Regions from separate parts of the Mus musculus genome. Here region 1 is linked to region 2. The links are chromatin contacts, called in public promoter capture Hi-C maps. All regions are on one chromosome and are shown on one strand. The core of a region is the stretch at or near the end of the contact, and the rest is flanking DNA. Distances in the headings are between cores, read along the strand shown.

Region 1 (2,984 bases), core at 308-2,807, 530 kb after region 2:
AAACACTTCAGGTGTCCTATGGTCTAGTGTGAGCAGAACACCCCAGACATCCTATGGTCTAGTGTGAGTGAAACACCTCAGGTGTCCTATGGTCTAGTGTGAGTGAAACACCTCAGGTGTCCTGTGGTCTAGTGTGAGTGAAACACCTCAGGTGTCCTGTGGTCTAGTGTGAGTGAAACACCTAGGTGTCCTATGGTCTAGTGTGAGTGAAACACTTCAGGTGTCCTATGGTCTAGTGTGAGCAGAACACCCCAGACATCCTATGGTCTAGTGTGAGTGAAACACCTCAGGTGTCCTATGGTCTAGTGTGAGTGAAACACCTCAGGTGTCCTGTGGTCTAGTGTGAGTGAAACACCTCAGGTGTCCTGTGGTCTAGTGTGAGTGAAACACCTCAGGTGTCCTATGGTCTAGTGTGAGCAGAACACCCCAGACATCCTATGGTCTAGTGTGAGTGAAACACCTCAGGTGTCCTGTGGTCTAGTGTGAGTGAAACACTTCAGGTGTCCTATGGTCTAGTGTGAATGTTGAATGGAACTGAGCATAACTGGATGTAGGGACATCTTCAGGTTTCCCTTACTACCTCAGCGGGAGAAAGCGTCTATGGAAAGTCTTCATCCCTCTGACCTGGTGATGCCCATTATGATGAACCACAGCTAGACTGTTGGCTTGGGCAGGGCCGAGATTCCCTTGTTTGATCTTCTGGTCTCCTCAGAGGGAGATCAGGGTGCTGGTACCACAGTAGGTCAAAGGAATAGAGGGTAAAGCTCTGAGGCCAGGCTGCCATGGCTCTCTCAGGTCACATTCGGAACAGCATAGTCACCATATGAGACCAGCCTTCTCTGACTCTAGCTTTGGGCTCATCCCCTTTGTTCAAGAGGTACCGGTGGGAGCCACCATGGGAGAGGGGCTGCCTGACTGTAGAGCCTTTCCCAGTGAGCTAGGAAGGTGATCTGAACCTGGAATGGACCATTGGTAGCTACAAGCAAGGTGAGAGCCCAGGGAAGTGGGTGATGGCCATGTGGGGGAGGGGCAAGCTGTCCCACTGAGAGGGCCTTGGGAACAGAGAGCTGGCAGAGAGGCTCAGGTATCTTGGTTGGTGTCCTAGAGGTTTGAACGAGGGTTGCCCCACCATAGAGTGTTCCATGGTCTGCTCCCCGTTTCAAAGGTCTAAGTCTGAGACCTCCATGGGCCCAGGGAACAGCTGCCCTCTTTTCTGAATGTCTAAGCCCTGAGGTTTTAACTAGCTCTAAGATACTTCAAGGCCTGTTCTAAGCATCCTGGGCCTGCAGTGGTTAGGCACCCGAAGGCTCAGAGTGCTGTTTGGCACTCTCTTCAAGCCTGCCCCATCCATTTTCCTGGTACCTCAGTGTGCTAATGCTGGAGACCCCTTGAGCCTTCCAGATCTTAGCTGTTGCTTCCTGATTTGGGAATCACTGTTGCTCCGCCTATGGTGGGATTCGGGATAAGGATAGACGGGTCCCTCAGGGCCAACACTGCCCTGTGCTTCAGCCAAACTGGTTCCATTTCTCCTGCCCAGATTTAGGCAGGCCAGCTCATTAGCTCTGAAGAAATGTGACCTTCGTCCACATGTAGTGAACTCTGGGGGAGGAGGGATACAGATTAAGCAGCTATGAGAGCTCTGGGGCCCGAGCCAGCCCACTTCCTCCTCAAGGACTTAGGTGTGCCGATGGTGGTTGTTTCTAGTCACTTCCTGCTAGTGCAATCCTAAGATACCCTGTTCTCACTGGGGAGTCTATGGCTTCTTAAGCTGCTCCAGGACATGGTAGCATATCTGGTTTTATTTTTGCTGTGTTTTGCCCTGGTGTGACAGGAATTAGGTGTTGGCGTTGGCTTCTTTCCCATGGTGTAGGTTGTCTGGCTTGTGGAGAAGGGATACCACTGCCTTTGCCCCAGGCTGTGGGCCCCAGAGTAAGGGGCTGGCTTCCAGCTAGGGGGGGGGGGCTGAGGAGAAGGCTGGGTGTGCTCACTGCCCGCTTACCTAGCATGTGCTAAATGCCAACTGGGCTGAGAGACACCAACCAGGCTAAAGATGCTGCTTCTTCTTCTGACTGCGCCAGTGAAGGCAGGGTGGCCCCATCGGCGGGAGGTCTCGGGCTGGGGAGGCAGAGACATGTGGCAGCCCCCTTTTTTGTTAGTTTTCTCAATACTGTAACCAAATACCTGACAGGAGCCACTTAAGGGAGGAGAGGTTTCCTTTGGCCCTGGTATGAGAGGGTGCAATCTGTCACAGTAGGAATAGATAGTATGGCAGAGTAGCTTGGTCCCTGGTGTCTTAGTTAGGGTTTTACTCCTGTGAAGAGACACCATGACCGTGGCAACTCTTGTAAAGGGCATTTAACTGGGGCTGGCTTACAGGTGCAGAGGTTCAGTCCATTAGCATCAAGGTGGCAGGCATGGCACAGGAGGAACTGAGAGTTCAACATCTTGTTCTGAAGGCAATCAGAAGACTGGCTTCCAGGCAGCTAGGACGAAGGCCTTAAAGCCCATACCCACAGTGACATACTTCTTCCCACAAGGCTCCAAATAGTAGCACTGCCCGGGTCAAGCACATTCAAAACACCACACCTGGTGACAGAAGCCTGCTGGCTCACACTGGCTGATCAAGGAGTAGAGAACTGGACAAGAATTGAGGCCAGGCAGCTATACCTTCTTTTGTGACAGTTTGCCAACTTCCTGAGATGGCACCACCAACTAGTGGATATTTGAACACAGGAGCCTGCATGGGGCATTTCACATTTAACCCATAACACTCTCCTCAGAAGGAGTTGGGGTGTGGGCTACAGGTAGGGCTTGGGGAGTGCATTTGAGAAGTCAGTGTGCATACGTGGACCTCCCTCCAGCAGGCTGATAGCTCAGCCATCAGACACTCCAGTGGTAGGTGAGAGAAGAGCCTGGGGTTTGGAGAGCCTTGGTGGGTGCTGAGAGCAAAGGACTGCCATCTGCTCTCCATTCTGGGGTTTTTA
Region 2 (2,875 bases), core at 187-2,686:
GTGAGCCTTTCTGTAGGCTTAGAGTAATTCCCATGATTACACAGGAGAAGGCTGCTTCGATGACAGCTCTGAGGGCTGGGCCTGGTCTCACTTTGGGGAAAAAAAACTCCATCTATCCACAGGGCCGTGTGTGAGTTAAGCCAGGAGCCCACTGGCTGGCAGAGCAAGTTTAACTTTGGCTTTCCAGTGCTCAAGATTTCAGGGAGGCTCTATTTAAATTTTACTTGGCTGTCACCCTTCTGAAAATTTGTAGCACTATCCGTATCTTTAAGGAAGTGACCTTTCCCCGTCCTTGTCCTTGTTAGCATGACATGAGAACTTGGAAGCGTCCATGGTGACCTGCTTCCAGTTTGATTATTGAAAACAAAACAAAACCATGCATAGATCCGGGGTTTCTGACTTACCTCTGGAAACTGTACTTTCTACAGGGTGGCCATGAGAGTTTGCAGGCCACCTGCTAAAAGTTGACAACCTGAGAGTCTGCAGTAGACAACACACACAGCATGCTTCTGTGTTGGATCTGAGTGTCTCCTGCATCTGTCTGTTTTCTTTGCTTCTCCTTTAAACTGGGTTAACCATCCTCCATATTGGTACTGGGGATAGATAGCACCCAGGGCCTCACAGATTGCTAGAAAAGTGCTCTACCAATGAGCAACGTCCTCTGCTCAATGAGTGTGTGTGTGTGTGTGTGTGTGTGTGTGTGTGTGTGTGTGTGTGTAAATATCAGAAACTTGGTTAAATAAATATATGTAACATACAATATACTTATATAATATATGTGTATATATTATATATCTCCATCCCAAAGTTCTCTGTTTGAGACTGGACTTAATACTTCCCGTTGGGAATTGCTTATAAGGTTTTACTTTTTAGTAAAGAAAAGTTGTTTGTTTCCTAAACTCTCTGGCTTAAACTTTTTACTTAAGTCAAAAAGCAAGAGAATACCTCTCGGCTTGAATACCTTTATTTTTAAAGCTCAAGAGTCTTTTTTAAAACAAAAACTTGCTACAGAACTTGGCACCAGGGGACTGCAAGGATTTACCTTATTTTGATGATAGCTGCCTGCAAACGATCTATTAGAATAATCTGCATAATTGCAGTCTCCCCTTCAGTTTATTCAGCCTGCACTCCCTAGTCTAGATTTACTGGCCAGACTGTTATTACATCAAATTCCTTGATGCTGTATTCCTGAGGACTGATGGAACTAAGAGTTACAGAGAGGAATCAGCGACCTTTGTCTGCTTTTCAGAATTCTTCAGAACATACTGATTTAGCCAGGGGCTTTTGCGATTGCTCTCCTTACTGGGTCAGTACCTGATTTTGCTGGGTTTCTGGCCACACATGTGCGTTTGGGAAGCAGGATAGATAGGGCGAGAAACCTGAATTGGCAGTCAGAGTTATGAAACAGGACTTTGTTACAATTGATAGGTCTGTACAGTGGACGCACAGCAGCTGTTGGCATGGTAACTCCTACGTGGCAGAGTGCATGGAGCCCGCAGATGACTTTAGCAGCGCTCCGTGTTAATTTGATAAATGGCTTTTTTAATAGTAGTTTGTGGGCTAATGGAAAGATTGAAGCGAACCCTCGTTAATGGAAGGGAGGATGGAGATTTTGAAGCCACTGGGTGAAGTCGGAGAGTCCCAGCCAAGTCTCCATTTTCAGCTCAGTGTCTCTTTTCATGTGCCTGAAGTGTGGCAAACCAAAGTACAGTAGGGAGCCTGCCTTGAGAGTAGGCATCGGCCCTGGGCTCCGGCTTACGAGTGAAGAGGCTTCAGGGTCCTTATTCAATACAGTTGCTTTGTGCAGGGGCTTAGCTTAGGGCCACTGTAAGAAGTCTACATTGTGTTTTCTTTTTCCTTAGTGGTAATGGGGCAGGGGTTATGGTGGCCGACAGGTCTGGCATATTTAGCCGTTTGGTTGGTTGTATTGTGGTTATTTGGGTTCTCAGAGGGGTTGTTTATTTTTGTCTCTGGTTTGTTTGTTGACATAGGGTCTCGTAACCCAGGCTGGCCTCAGATGCCCTACATATATATATCTCTGAGGATGACCCTGGACCTCTGATCCTTCTACTGCCAGCTCCAGGGTGCTGGGGTCATAGGCGTGAACCACCTTGCCTAGCTAATGTGGTATCGGGGATTGAACACAGAGCTTCTGCCTGCTAGATGACACTCTATCAATTAACGGCATCTCCTCCTGGTTTCGGCCATCTTTCATTGTGTGAGAATACATAATCACACCACACTGCTGGCCCACTCAAGGAGCCTCTCTGCAACCCACACTGAAGCTCTGCGTTCCTTATATAGCGCTCGACAAACACCTCTGGGGGATGGATCTCCTCACTGTGTTGCCAAAGCAAAACCTGGGGTTTTTTGCCTTTCTGGCAAGTTCCCAGGAGACGCGGACATTACCGGTTCTCAGTCCACATGCTGAGAACTTGGTGCTTTACACTAATGCGGAGAAAATTGGGAACAAGACATAAAGAGGCCAAATGACTTGCACCTTAATGGCTAAGGATGATGGAGCTTGAACTTGAACGTGGCTAGGGCCTCTAAGGCACCTGCTGTCTCTGTCTTATCAGCAATGGCAGAAGTGCAGTGGCTGGAGCATCCCAAGGGTACCTTCTGCCATCCCAAGGGTACACGGTGTATTAATCTGTCACAGTCAAGTTCAGAGGTGGCCTCGGAAGCCTGCTGCTCACAGCCTTCTCTGCGTGCGCATTGGAGTTGGTTTTCCCCTGGGCTAACCTACAATGGAGACAGTACCAACAAACCCACCAATGCAGCTGAAACAAAACAAGACTTTATCCGGGCATTAGTCTAGGCCGCCTAGGAGAGAAGTGGTTTGTGGCTTAGATTTGTAAGGGACGTGGCATCT

What was found. Promoter capture Hi-C pulls out the DNA fragments that hold promoters and counts their contacts.
Region 1: a promoter capture Hi-C map of liver shows a contact between it and region 2, with 2.1 times the contacts expected there. The contact joins two enhancer-like sites. A contact is called at or near these places in 1 of 39 promoter capture datasets (liver) and 1 of 115 datasets of contacts at active chromatin or transcription factors (pancreatic cancer cells).

The regions. Positions count from the first base shown.
Region 1 is chr17:87,297,509-87,300,492 of GRCm38.p6, forward strand. All of the region lies in intron 3 of Ttc7 (tetratricopeptide repeat domain 7), which reads left to right. Among named protein-coding and RNA genes, the nearest start is that of Gm52284, 8.0 kb to the right of the region's middle. Within about 2 kb of position 1,558, at least 95 of the 459 cell types and tissues checked have an H3K27ac peak or open chromatin away from gene starts, as enhancers often do. A contact at or near this core is called in liver, where this site is marked.
Region 2 is chr17:86,770,780-86,773,654 of GRCm38.p6, forward strand. The region is part of intron 1 of Epas1 (endothelial PAS domain protein 1); the gene reads left to right. Among named protein-coding and RNA genes, the nearest start is that of Epas1, 18 kb to the left of the region's middle. Within about 2 kb of position 1,437, at least 12 of the 459 cell types and tissues checked have an H3K27ac peak or open chromatin away from gene starts, as enhancers often do. A contact at or near this core is called in liver, where this site is marked.